Linked DNA regions of Mus musculus: regions 1 and 2 are each linked to region 3. Evidence: chromatin contacts called from public HiChIP or PLAC-seq data. All regions are on one chromosome and are shown on one strand. Each heading gives the region's core, a stretch centred on a gene start, on an enhancer-like site or on the middle of the called end of the contact. The rest is flanking DNA. Distances are from core to core; before and after follow the strand shown.

What was found. HiChIP or PLAC-seq counts read pairs in DNA pulled down with a chosen protein or histone mark.
Region 1: a FOXA1 HiChIP or PLAC-seq map of pancreatic cancer cells shows a contact between it and region 3. The contact joins the promoter of Zfp652os here to the promoter of Dlx3 in region 3. A contact is called at or near these places in 1 of 39 promoter capture datasets (pre-B cells) and 1 of 115 datasets of contacts at active chromatin or transcription factors (pancreatic cancer cells).
Region 2: an H3K4me3 HiChIP or PLAC-seq map of bone marrow-derived macrophages shows a contact between it and region 3, with 2.5 times the contacts expected there. The contact joins the promoter of Phb here to the promoter of Dlx3 in region 3. A contact is called at or near these places in 3 of 39 promoter capture datasets (the 3T3-L1 cell line, hippocampal neurons and pre-B cells), 3 of 484 Hi-C or Micro-C datasets (cerebral cortex, embryonic stem cells and nephron progenitors) and 1 of 115 datasets of contacts at active chromatin or transcription factors (bone marrow-derived macrophages).

The regions. Positions count from the first base shown.
Region 1 is chr11:95,711,147-95,715,633 of GRCm38.p6, forward strand. Zfp652os (zinc finger protein 652, opposite strand) reads right to left here and starts at 1,608. Exons shown (of 2, transcript NR_045780.1): 1 at 1,482-1,608.
Region 2 is chr11:95,665,568-95,670,130 of GRCm38.p6, forward strand. Phb (prohibitin) reads left to right here and starts at 1,390. Exons shown (of 7, transcript NM_008831.4): 1 at 1,390-1,475; 2 at 2,470-2,584. The coding sequence starts at 2,497.
Region 3 is chr11:95,117,259-95,121,876 of GRCm38.p6, forward strand. Dlx3 (distal-less homeobox 3) reads left to right here and starts at 2,859. Exons shown (of 3, transcript NM_010055.4): 1 at 2,859-3,388; 2 at 4,450-4,618. The coding sequence starts at 3,064.

The sequences.
Region 1 (4,487 bases), core at 358-2,857, 590 kb after region 3:
AGTCCATCAGACCCAAGCTCATTCTCACATTGAATTTGATTATTATACATGCTTATTTTCTCTTCTTCTGCTTGAAGATCTCTCTACCTGTTGCAATGTGATATAGATTTTAGTCTTTACTGAAAGTGCTCGCTATTGAAAAACATGGCCCTAAGTTCCACAACTCTGGTTCCTGGCTTCTGGAGTCTAAGTACAATAAAACCCAAACACCTGTTTTTGGAAGGGGCCAAAGACAGAGTCAGCTCTTTATAAAGCTTCAAGCTCCTAACTTTGTCCCAGACTCAGGTCATTTTATTCCCTCGAAGGTTTGGGTGAGTGGGTTATGGCCGGCTGTTCTGGGAGAAAAAGTTAGCTGCATCTATATGGAAATTGTTTCTATGATGTGGGGGTCAGCTTTTGTGGAAGAACATTAATATCCTATGTTCTTAATGTTAGAAGAAGAGGGCTGGAGAGATGGCTCAGAAGTTAAAAGCTCTTCTTACTCTTACAGCGGACCTGGGTTCAATTCCTAGCCGCCCCCCCCCCCCCCGTCCTACAAGCCACTCATAACCCCAGTTCCAGGGGAATCCATCAAATGTCACAGGTGCACATGCACACATCCAGGTAAAACATTCATACACACAATGTAAAAGAAAGAAAGAAAGAAAGAAAGAAAGAAAGAAAAAATGTAGTAGAGCCCAACAATAAAAACCAACAATGTTAGGAGCTCCATTCAAGCTGTAGAGACCTTCAGAAGTTTGGTTTCTGGTGGGGAAGGGTTATCCTGATCTTAGGGATGTCATCTTGGGTCTTTTTCATGGAGACTTCACTTGCCAAGTCATTTCCTCTCCCTGTACACTAAGCACTTTCAATTACAGACACTCTCTTTTGGCTCTGAGCTTGGATAAATGCTACCTTGTTAGCTAATAGTACCATTAATTATATTAATGATTAATAGCTAATTAGTCATAATGTGGTCATGCTTCTTCCAATGGAGCCTTCCTTTCTTGCAACAGTTCTGGGACTCTAGCGCACGCGCGCACACACACAGACCACACAGACACACGCACGCACGCACACACTTCCCTATTTCTGGCCACAGGATGAGCCCAGCAGTCCATCCTGTTTGCTTACCATACTGGCGGTCTCTAAATCCCCCTAGTTGTAATCAACTATCCCATTTGTCTGGTGGATGGCTACTTCTTACAAGTGTCGCCCCTTCTATTTCTGTCACTCACTGACTGCTCTCTACTAACAAGGTGGCCAGCAATTAGGGTTTTTTTCTTTTTGAACCGTATTCCATAAGTCAAAGATATCTACTTCCAAATCTCACTCTGACCCACTTTTCCACTTTCTCCCCCCTTTGCACTTTTACGTTTTCTTATTTCTTAGGATCTCAAACCCCCTGCCCACAGATACTTCGTCTTCTGCCTTCAGGCTTCCTTTTGAAAACCACGCCCCCACCCCCTTAAGCGTCGCGCATGCGCAGCCCACGACTTTACCTGGGCGCTCGGGAGTGGGCGGAGTGGGCAAGGGCCGGGGGTGGAGCAGGCAGCCGGCGGTTATCTGCTCGGCTGAGCGCTCACATTGTGGCAGGAGGGAGAAAAGGTGCGCCCAGGCCGAGCCGAGGGCCGCGCATGCGCGCCGACCCCCATAGCCGGGGATGGGGTGTGTAGGGGGGGGAGGTGTCGGGATCCCGACCGCGCGGGGGGGAGGGGGGGGCGCGTGCAGGGGCGTGCGCGCGCGCGCGCTCCCGCCGGCCTCCCTGCCCCCTTCGCGCACGACATCCCTACAGCACACCCCCTCCCCCGCCGCCCGCCCCGCGCGCCGCCCGCTCCGCGGCCCCGCTCGGCCTCGCGCGCTCGGAAGGGAGTCGCGAGACGTCGGAGCGGCGGCCACGTAGCGCTGCGGCGGCGGCGGCGGCGGCGGCCGAGGCCGGGTCTGAGGATCGGCCCAGAGCGCAGACGTTGGGCAGGGGGAGGGGCCGGCACGGCGGGCGGTGGGGACTGGAGCGACGCGGCGCGGCGCGGCGACAGGCCCCCGCCGCGGGGATGGGCCGCCGAAGCGGCGGTGGTGGCGGTGGCGGCGGCGGCGGCGGCCCGGGTGAGTAGGAGCCCCTTCCCCGCGCTCTCGCCTCCCGCCGCGGCGGCGCCCTGGCAGCCGCGTTTCCTCTGCGCCCGGCCGGGCTGGCGGAGCCGGAGGAGCCTGCGCCGAGGCAGCTGCGTGCGCTAGGCCGGAGCAGCCCCCATCCGGCGGGCAGGCCCCGGGCGCTGCGCGTCTGCCGCTCTCAGCTTGGCCCGGGGTGCCGGCTCCGTACCCCCGCCCCCTCTCCCCAGCTTAGCTGCAGTTTTGCAGCGAGTGGGTTCGCCTCGAGGCCTGACGGGGTGGCCGGGGTGCACGGGTTAGTAGGCTGAGGAGAGCATTCTCTTGCCCTGCAGCTGGTGGCTTGCACCCACTACCTCCCCCGCCGTGCGGTTGCGCCCAAACCTCCAGCCCTCGAGAGTATTGTGGCACCAGGAGATAACACGCATGTGATGTACACTCGCCACCCGCAGCACCACACTCAGCCCAGTGGGCGATGCAGACCTTTCTCCACCCTCACTTCGTCCACCCCTCCAATCAGGCTTTACTAAAGAGTCCCAGGTCGGAGACACCAAAGAGAGGGATACCCCTGTTACATCTCTATGAAACATGTTCGTTGTCGAGGGATGACTATTGTAGAAATGATAGATGTCTCTGCTTTGCCTCGAAGTCAGTCTTTAGGATTTAAGATCCTGTATGCTCCTCTTTGAAGCGGGCCGGTCTTTGATTACATCTAGCTCATCCCTCCCCCAACAACAACATCAGGAACACGCGCGAGCACACACACACACACACACACACACACACACACATATATGCACACGCACACTCGCACACTTCCTGATTGCGGAACGGCCCCTGTCATTGCGGATCCATTGTCAGAAGTGGCTTGTGCCAATCAAAGGAATGTGCCTTTGGAGGAAGATGTTTTTTTCACAACCAAGCTACAGGATGTCAATCAGTCTTTGGTTCCCCTCCTGGATCTTACCCATGTTTAAGCACCTTCATGGTGTTTCCCTTAATGGCTTTTCCAGCGCGCTCTCAGTATCACCTGAACGACGTTCTCCCCCGACCTCTCCCACCTCCAGTTAATTAGATATCTACTGCACACAGTAATTTCATCGGTTTTGTTGTTGTTGTTGCTGTTGTTGCTGCTGCTGTTGCGGCGATGTTTAACATAACAAGGCATAGCCTGCATAAGTAGTGTAGTCTTTTGGGATGAAGGTCTATGTACTTTTTTTCCAAACGATGGTCGGGGCCCTGTTGTTCTGAGAAAGGCAAGGAGCAGTACATGCTTTGTTGACAGCATGTATGTTTGCTTAGGAAAGGAAATCTGCTCGGATGTGGCAGGTGATGTTCCCCGGTGGGGCTGGTCTGTGGTGGGGTATGTGGCCTTAAGTCAACGGCTTGCTTATTTGAATCACCACTGTGCACATGTGTTCACATAGATACTGTCTTTAGTATAAAAGATTCACAGCAAAATTAAACTCTTCTTTAGGGCTGTGGAAGTCTTAGGGCCCTTTGCAGTGAAATACATACATGGTTTTGTATGCAACTACACAATCATCTCGAAGCTGGTCCCGGGACCTCAAGTTAAGATCTGTGTTATGCAAAAGTGAAAGCAGTTTGAGTTTGTGTTTTGTTTCTCTTAGGCATTAGACCTACTATGGCCCTGGAATAAAGAGCATGGGAGCTTGCATAGGAATCATTGTAGGTTTTTGTTTTTTTTTTTTAATTAAAAACTGTCTTTAGATTTTATTTTATGTATATGCATGCTTTATCTGTGTGTATGTGCACCATGTGTATGCCTGGTGCCTACAGAGATTAAAAAAAAAAGGTGGTAGGACCCCTGGAACTAGAGTTAAGGATAGTTGTGAGGCGCTATGTTGGTGCTTGGAATAGAACTTGAGTTCTCTCTGTAAGAGCAACAAGTGCTCTTAACTACAGAGCCATCTCTCAGACGGCTTCTTATTGTTTTGGTTTCTTTGAAGGAAGGCCAGTCAGAAATTATATTTTTCGTACCTTCCCGTCAAAAGCCTGAGAATCATTCAGAAGAAATTAAAACTAGAGACAGAATCATCTACATTTGACCAATCGATCCTTTATCTTCCCGGCATATTCTGATTGTAGCAAATTTCAACAGCCAAGTGTGTGCTCTGTGTTAAAGTCTGTAAGGGACTATGCAGTGCTTAAAGACTGAGCCTGATCTCTTTGTCACCCCATGGTAGAACACCTGTCCAGGGCTGAGGCTTTTTTTCCTACTTTGCTAAGTCTGATTTCATTGTCTATCAAAACCATCCATTTTGCTGGGTAGATTTCTGTTACAATTTGAGTCTTTGCTCTCCACATTCAAAATCCAGAGCTGGGGATGAGCTTTGCAGCATCCTGTCAAAGAGCAGTCGATAAATGTCTGTGTGTGTGTGTGT
Region 2 (4,563 bases), core at 140-2,639, 550 kb after region 3:
CTCCCTCTCTCCCTCTCTCTCTCTCTCTCAGATGCCACCTGCTTCTGCCTCCTGGGTGCTGGGATTGAAGTCGTGCACCACTGCACCTAGCTTGCTTTCATGTTCGTTCGTTCGTTTTCTTTCTTCCTTTCTTTTAAATGTATATCTGGCTTCTTATATTTTAATAAGAAATAAATACCGATTGCAAATTTAAAATTGCATTTTATCTTTTAAATAAAAGTTAAGCTAAGAATAAGGAGCAGGTCTTTCTTAGAAGTCCAATGCACTATCCATTGCGCCACAGTGCCAGGGGTTTTCATGTTCTTTACAGATATTCTCAGGAGAGTTTGTATTTCGGGAGCAACAAGCCCAAAAAAATAAACTACTTCATTTTAGATTTGTGTCATGGAGAGGAATGCTATAAAAGTCACTATTTGCTTAATTGGCAAAATTGGAATGCAGACATGGATAATATTTACTTAAGTAAAAGGATAGTAGCCGGGCGTGGTGGCGGACGCTTTAATCCCAGCACTTGGGAGCCAGAGGCAGGCGGATTTCTGAATTCGAGGCCAGCCTGGTCTATAGAGTGAGTTCCAGGACAGCTAGGGCTACACAGAGAAACCCTGTCTCGAAAACAAACAAACAAACAAAAACAAAAAACAAAACAAAACAAAAAGTAAGAGGATAGATATCCTTGATCTTAGAGAATAGTAGGAGAAAGAGAAAAGTGGAGGGAGGCGAGGAGATGGAACAAAAACAACAACAAATACGCAAATTGTTGACAACAGGTGAACTTGAGAAGCCATACACATGATCTCCGTCCCTTTTTTGCAATTCCTCGAATATAACTTGGAAAAAAAGATGCCCAGAGATTTAGACCCTAAATCAAGAGCCTTTACTGAAGTATTGCAAGACCTGAATGACCGACTCCCTTCCTCTTCTTTCTAAGCCGTTTTTAAGGTTATGGAGTGGCTTGGAAGATCAACATCTTACGTCCCTGAGGGCTGTCCTTAACTTCCCTAGCAGTCTCTCAGTGCATGAATTATTTTACCTCACCTTTATCCAAAATGCCCACCCATTCCTTCACCACCTTGTGATTTCCTCTACCAAGTGGAAGCCCAACTCCTTTCCGATCCAGTCTGCTTCCGGCTTCTGGAACCACCTCCTTGAGGAATAGGCACGTGCATATATTACCAAGGAACTACAACTCCCGAAAGGCTTTGCGGCAACATCCCATCCGTTCTCACCAGTCAGAAACGGGTTTCCTGAAAGAGCCCGTTGCTGCATGATCTTTTGGGAGTTGTAGTTGACCTCATTAAAGCCACAGAGCCCGCGGAAGACTGCAAAACACGTTTCCCAGAATGCACGTCGCTCGGCTTCACCAATTGAAGGGTCGGATCTTGAAGAGGCGGGGGTCGGGGGGGGGGGAGGAGCTGCCTGGCGCACGCGCAGTATCCGGAGCTGGGGAATTCATGTGGAGGTCAGAGTGAAAGCAGGTAAGCGTGGTAGGAGCGGTAGAGGCCTCTGGTCCTATGTCCCTGTAGCCTGCCTCTGCTTTCCTATGTACAATGAGGGCATGGGATGCATGTGTGGGTACGCCTAGTGGAGAAGGGGGAAATCTCGGTCCAGAAGGAGTTAGGAATGTGCAAGGGGAGGGGACAGGATGAGGAAAAATCCAGAAGCTGGTGGAGTAAAAAGAGCTGGATGTCAGAGACAGAGGATAAATGTGCATGGAGAAATCCCGATACACAAGCAGTTGAAGTCTGAGAAAGGGGAGGGCGAGTTTGAGGATTGTACCAAGGGTGACGCAGGGGCGGGACATTAAAAAGTTCAAGGCTAACTGGTTTCTAGTTTGTCAGCTACGTGCCCCCACCCGTCCCGCCGCAGCCCCACCTCCAGTCCTTCACCGCTCTGCCTCGCTGCACCCCTGCCAGCCCCTGCTTTCCTATTAACTGGTATGGGGAGGAGTTCTACAATGTCTTCTAGAATTCGGTCTTCTCATTCTAACCCTGGTTCTACTACTTAAGAGTATAACCTCTCTATGCACTTCAGCAGTCATAACCTTCATAAAGTAACTGAAGGTTAAACAAGGCTGTCGGAGACCGTGTAACTTAAATGTTAACAGAAATTGCCCTTTTTGTTGTTGGCTTCAGCCGTGTAGCACCGGTCTCGCTTGTGGCCTATTGGTCTAGGAAAAGGGAGTGTGGTTTTTCTGTGTACTAAGTTCCTCGTGGGTACAAAGCACCGTTCCTACGCTGAGCCAAGTGTCGCAGACTCTTTCTCTGAATGGTTGTAAAGAAACACGTCCACAAACGCAGACATGATCTACAGTTTGCAAGGTGGTCAGTGTTATGGGGCGTTCAGTGAGTGAGTTTGGGCCCACAGGTGTAGACATATGAAAATGTATGTTGAGACATGAACTCTGTGCCTCAGAGCGGGCTTTCTCTGAGAATCTGGTGTCAAAGTGTTTTATGTTTACCCCGTGTTTAGGTGTGAGTGGAAGCAACAGAAGGAGTCATGGCTGCCAAAGTGTTTGAGTCCATTGGAAAGTTCGGCCTGGCGTTGGCAGTTGCAGGAGGCGTGGTGAACTCTGCTTTGTATAATGGTGAGGCGCGGAAGAGCTTTCTGCATAGTTTCTGTTGATCTGCATAGCCCATGTGTCATTCCTTTTAAAAAAAAAAAAAGATTTATTTATTTTATTTATATGAGTACACTGTCGCTGTCTTCAGACCCACCAGCAGAGGGCATTGAATCCCATTACAGATGGTTGTGAGCCACCATGTGGTTGCTGGGAATTGAAATCAGGACCTCTGGAAGAGCAGTCAGTGCTCTTAACCGCTTTGCCATCTCTACAGCCCATTTGACATTCCTGATGCTAGCTGCTGTCTGAAGGTGTGTGAGGTTAAGGGGGACTCACCTGCTACCCCACATACTGGTTGTGAGTCATCAGAGGCCTATGATCACTTAGGCAGGGGTTCTCAGCCTTCTGATGCTTGGAACATTTAGTAGTTTCTCACTATTGTGGTGATACACCTCCACCACCATACAGTTCTTTTCCTTGCTGATTTATAACTGTGATTTGCTACTTTTATGAATCGTAAATTTTGTTTTCCGATGGTCATAGGCAGCCCCTGTAATAGGGTCTTTTAACATCCCCCCTCATAGGGTTCTGACCCACAGGTTGAAAGCCACTAACTTAGAGGCTTTGTTCAAGGGGAGCCCTCCTGTCCAATGTTTAGCACTTTAGCCACTTTGAAATGATGAGGTATTACCCAGATGACAGGAGGTGACAGGAGCCCATTGGTTCTCTTCCTTATTTGCATGAAGTATCTTGGCAACATCTCTAGACCAGTTTGAGAGACTGTGTCCTGAGAAAAGTTTTGCTCAGCTGGTTGCAGAGAGAATAGGTTTTTGTTTTTAAATTTTTTTTTAAGGATTTATTTATTTCTTCTATGTATGAGTATACTATTGCTCTCTTCAGACACACCAGAAGAGGGCATCAGATCCCATTACAGATGGTTGTGAGCCACCATGTGGTTGCTGGGAGTTGAACTCAGAACCTCCGGAAGGGCAGTCGGTGCACTTAACCGCTGAGCCATCTCTCCGGCCCAGGAGAATAGTTTTTGCCAGGTATTGAATGGTGCCACAGTGCAAAGCTGGGTTTTCTTTGACTGTATTACATGGCCTTATTTGCGAGTCCCTCCTTTTAGTCCCCAGCTTTCTCATTGGTCAAACAAGGGGACTGAACTAGTTTTTCTCTTAAGATTCCCTCTAAGGCCGGGCGTGGTGGCACACCCCTTTAATCCCAGCACTTGGGAGGCAGAGGCAGGTGGATTTCTGAGTTAGAGACCAGCCTGGTCTACAGAGCGAGGACGGCCAGGGTTACACAGAGAAACCCTGTCTAGAAAAACAAAACAAAAAAAAAGATTCCCTCTAAGTCTGATACTCTTTTAAAACAGCAACAGATTTTGATGTACCTCCTGTATGGTTTTTGTTTTATTTGTATTGGGAGGGTTGGTTTTGTTTGTTTTGTTTTGTTTTGTTTTGTTTGAGACAGAATCTTTACCATGTAGCTCTTGACTGGCCTGAAACTCACAGAGATCCACCTGCCTCCACTTCTCAAGGGCTGAAATTAAAGGTGTACACCTGTCTACCTAGCTCAACTAAAGCAGTTGTAAGTAACTCAGACCCACACCCAGCTGTTCTGTTTTTAAGACAGTGTCTCCTGTAGTCCCAGGCTGGCTTTGAACTCCTGGACCTTTGGCTATATGATGTTTTGATGAGTTATTTTCAGAGTGAAGGTTTTTAGATCAACTCTAAATTCAAACAGGAAATGAGAGGAAGTGACTACTTCAGCCTGGGCCTGGTGGCGTACTCCTGTAATGCCAGCGTTCACAAGGCTGGGGATCTTGAGTTCCAGTCCCACATGGGCTACCTAGTAAGACCTTGTCTCTAAAACGTTAGAGGAGAGGGAAGGAGGGAGGGAGGCTCTTCCCTGGGTGCACAAGACATCTCCACAACACCTCCAAATGTTAGAGAAACAGCTATTAGATCCTGGGCAAGCTGCCCGTGGTGGTATATACC
Region 3 (4,618 bases), core at 1,609-4,108:
ACACCTTGTCTCCAAGGACCAGGGCCATCAGCAGGCACCTCTTCTCCGTGCAACAGACCTTGACCTGGACACCAACCAGCGTCCTTCACTCTTGCCAGCCTCCTAGAGGTCACCAGCTGCCTTGCTTCACCCCTCCTTCAGGAGCAGGACTCTGGCTAGCTGACACTTGCTCATCTTGCTGGACCAGATGAGGTCCAGTGGGTGACACCAGTCCTGCTGCATCTTCTGGCTGCCTCTCCACCCAGCTCTCACCCAGCTGTTGGTGGAAGGGAGCTTCCTGCTGGTCGTAGGGACCCTTCAGGAACAACTCTGAACTCATTTCCATTGAGAATGAGTCCTGTGCCTGCTTCAGGCCTTCCATCAACTGTGCCTCAGCCTCAGCCTGGCCTCTGGGTCAAGGGAATTCAGGTCCTCTTATTTAGTCACTCAACAAACATTTCCCAAAGACTATCTTAGGTATCTGAAGGATTATGGTGAATGGGGTAGGCAGTCTCCAGCACACTGTGCAACAAAGTGTTAGTCACACAAACAATTTTTAAATAATTCTTCCCCCACCCCCTTCTCCGAGACAGGGTTTCTTTGTGTAACCTTAGCTATCCTAGAACTAGCTCTGTAGACCAGGTTGGCCTCGAACACACAGACATCCACTTCCCTTTGCCTCCCGAGTACTAGTGTTAAAGGCATACGCTGCCATGCCCGGCCTTAAATGTTTCTTTACGTTACTGTTGTGATTTCAGTCCGCTTCTAGAGCACAACAGACCTTGGAAATTACCCTAAAATAACTCACTATTACCCCAAGGCTCCTGTGCTCAACCCAGCCAGGCCCAGGTAGGGTGAGGAGAGACTGGGGCGTCTCCGAATCACCTGCTACTCCAAATGAATGAATGAACGAACTCCCGAGACAGGGTTTGCCCGACGCTGTCCCTTCCCTGTGGGCAGCTGGGGGCTCCAAAACAGGCCCTCCCCGCCGCCCCCGCTTGCATCCTGGGAGGGGAACCGGCAGCCCAATGCCCTTCCTGCCCCCAACGCCCCGGGCTCCTTGGGCGCCCTCTTGGCAGAAGAACAGAGGGCATCCAGAGCGGGTGGCAACTCGTCCCGCCACGAGCTCGCAGCGGCGGGCGATAGGAGCTGGGGGGACGCTCAGATAGACAGACAGATAGCGTTCCCCTCTCCCGCCCCCGCCCCCACCTTTCCCACGCGGCGGCCTCCTGGGGCGGCCCAGGCCAGGCGGTCACCTACTCCTGTCACTGCTCCCCGACCTAGGTCCTCTGCCCAGCCAACTCTACGTTTTTCCAGGTTCAGCATCCTGTGTCTGAGTTTAACATCGAAACATTTGACTGCGGCCCCTAAACAATCTAAGCAGAATGAGACCCCTTTCCTGTCTGCCTGCTTACCTCCTCCTTAATGCAGCCTTAAGGCAAGTTGCAGAACTCCGGAAAACCACGAGGTGGTGCGCTGGCACTGTGTCCTGGCTAGGCAAAGGCAGGGGAAATAGAAGGTTCGAGGTGTGTAGGGAAGGCCTGGGGATGGAGGGGGAAATAAGAATTAAAATTGGGAGAAGCCTCCTTCCTCCAAGGATAGGTTTGGGAGCAGAAGTGGAGATGCAATAGAGAAATGAGATTGGCACCCAGAACAGTAAATATTACCCGGGAACTGGACTTTGAGAGCCAGACAAGACTAGGGGGGTTGGAGATTGCTCCAAGGTGAGAAACATCTTCATTGGGGCCTCCATGGACAGAAGAAATTGAGTGAAGTACATGGCTCCTGTCTATTGGAGATAGATGGATCTGAGCATGTATCTATGCACATTTGGGCATACCCAGCTCACAGGTCGGTCATTCAGGACCCTACACTTCCACTGCCTCACACTACATACAGAGACACACTCTCATGCACACAGGTTCTCACGGGCACTCTTGCACACACTGTATTTTGTGTATTTTGCGGAAGATGTAACATAGATCTTTCACCCCTAACAAAGTCTGTGCTCCTAAGAGCTGTCCCAGACTGAGTGGACCCTGCCTCCAGACTTCCTGAAGAACACAGAAAGCCAGCCTCATAGGGACTGACTGCCTCGTGGCTCTTCCATTCATGAAAGGGCACACATATAGCTGGGGGTACCTCTGTCTTCTAAAGCAGCCCCTAAATCCATACAGCCTTGCTCCAGTAGGGACTTGCAGGCCCAAGGTGTTCTTGCTTGGTGAGACTCTTCCTTCAGAATTTAAAATTTTATATTTCACATCTGCAGTGTCATTAAGATAACATATTAAGCCAGGGCCATACGGAGAAACCCTGTCTCGAAAAAAAACAACAAAAAACAAAACAAAACAAAACAAAAATATAATATATTTATATAGTCCAACCTTTTTTTCCAATTTTAAAAGTGATCAAAATATTTTCATGGACCCTGGGTCTTTGCCACTTTCTGTCTGTCATTTGCATAGACCACACATACATCATTAAGGACCACCTCCTTCCACAAACACCCAATGGGTAAATTCCCCTCCTTCCTCATCTCACCTAAGCCCACCCCTGGCCACTAAAACAGACCGATTAGTAGATCCTGGGGGCTCCGCACAGCCAACCCCTCCGCACATTTGGGGGATTTATCGGAGGTAGAGCATAGGAGGAACACAGTGGCGCTGGGGGGAGTGTGTGTGTGTGTGTGTGTGTGTGTGTGTGTGTGTGTGTGTGTATTAGGGGTAACAACAAAGAGGGTTGAGAGGGTTGGGGGAGCCAGTGAGAAAGCGCGAGCGTGTTTTGCCTCGAAGGCAAGACTTGCAGCCAATCAGCGCGCAGGAGCCTCCCTCGGCGACTCCAACATTGAGTCTATAACCGGCTGGCCGGGCGGAGCTGGCAGCATTTGACTGTGGCTTGGGACGCGGAGAGAGGCACGCAGCGACTGACCGACAGCCGGCGATGGTCTAAGCGCCCCTCGGCCACCCCCTCCCCCAGACGCGACCGCGTCCTGCCCTCGCCCTCTGGACACACACCCCCACCTGGGCTCCTCCGCCCGTTCGGCGCTCCTCGGAGGAGGCCCGGGGTGTTGCGGCGCTCGCCAGCATGAGCGGCTCCTTCGATCGCAAGCTCAGCAGCATCCTCACCGACATCTCCAGCTCGCTCAGCTGCCATGCGGGCTCCAAGGACTCGCCCACCCTGCCCGAATCTACAGTCACTGACCTGGGCTATTACAGCGCTCCTCAGCATGACTACTACTCGGGCCAGCCCTACGGCCAGACGGTGAACCCCTACACCTACCACCACCAGTTCAATCTCAATGGGCTCGCAGGCACCGGCGCTTACTCGCCCAAGTCGGAATATACCTACGGGGGATCCTATAGGCAGTACGGAGCGTACCGGGAGCAGCCTTTGCCTGCCCAGGACCCAGGTGAGGATGCCCGGGTTGTGGAGAGGGTGCGAGGGACTCTAAGGTTCCCAAGCAAGAGGAAGTCTGGGAATAGGAGCTGAAATCTAGGGAAACTCGAGGTTAAGAAATGGAAGCGTTGGAGATTAGAGGAGACCGGGTTAGATGACCTCCAGAGGGGTGAACGACACTCCGAAGAGGCGCGCACTGTGCGCCGCGGTCTCTTGGAGATTCCAGGGCAGCTGGAGCCACCGGGAGCTCCTTCTGAGTGATCATGGGGGCCTTCAATGCTGCCATCCCGCTGGCACTTGAGCCGGAGACGAAAGACGGTCGCCGAGAGCTGGAGGGGAGTCAGCGAGGACTGGAGGTTCCAGGGCCCTTCTTTTGGATGCCGTCAGGGGAAACCCGGAGTAGTGAAAGGCTTGTGGAGAAAGACCCAAAGAAGTCCCAGAAATGGAGGAGAGACTGGGAAGTAGAGATGCGGAGAGAGAAGTGGGGACGGCGAGAAAGAAATGTGGGGGGGGCGGTAAGATAAAGCGCACAGCAGAAAGCAACAGAGGAAATGAAGAAAGGGCGGGGAGGAAAGAAAGAAAAAGGAGGAAAGAAGAGGGAAGGAAGAAAAAGAAAACAGAGAGAAAGGGAAAAGAGACAGAGAAAACGCTTGTACTGTCCTTGCAAATTTTTTCCTGAAACAAATGATCCTGAACTAGAAAGCGTATTAAAAGGAGATGGGGAGGAGGGGGGACAAGAAGTGGGAGACGCCACCGCGGCTAGGTGGGTCACCAGAGAAGAGTGGCTGAGCCGGGAAGGCGTCGTGAGCGAGCCGCGCGGTCCTCGCCCAGTCGGTTGCTGGCGCCGGAGTCGGCGCTCCGAGGCCCCGGGTGCCGAGCTGGGAGCGCCGCGTCGTGGGCGGCCGCCGGTCCGGCTGGGTCGCTGCGGTTCCTCCCCGGGCGCGGGCGGCACTACGCTCCTCCAAGAAGTCCCGGGGAGATCAGTGGGCCGGAGGGTGCGGCGTCCGACGGTGGGAAATCTTGGAGAACGCGGTGGTCGCAGGCTGAGACTAAACTGGTGTTTTTCCCCTACAGTGTCGGTGAAAGAGGAGCCGGAAGCCGAGGTTCGCATGGTGAACGGCAAGCCCAAAAAGGTCCGAAAGCCGCGAACGATCTACTCCAGCTATCAGCTGGCTGCCCTGCAGCGCCGTTTCCAGAAAGCCCAGTATCTGGCCTTGCCTGAGCGCGCCGAGCTAGCTGCACA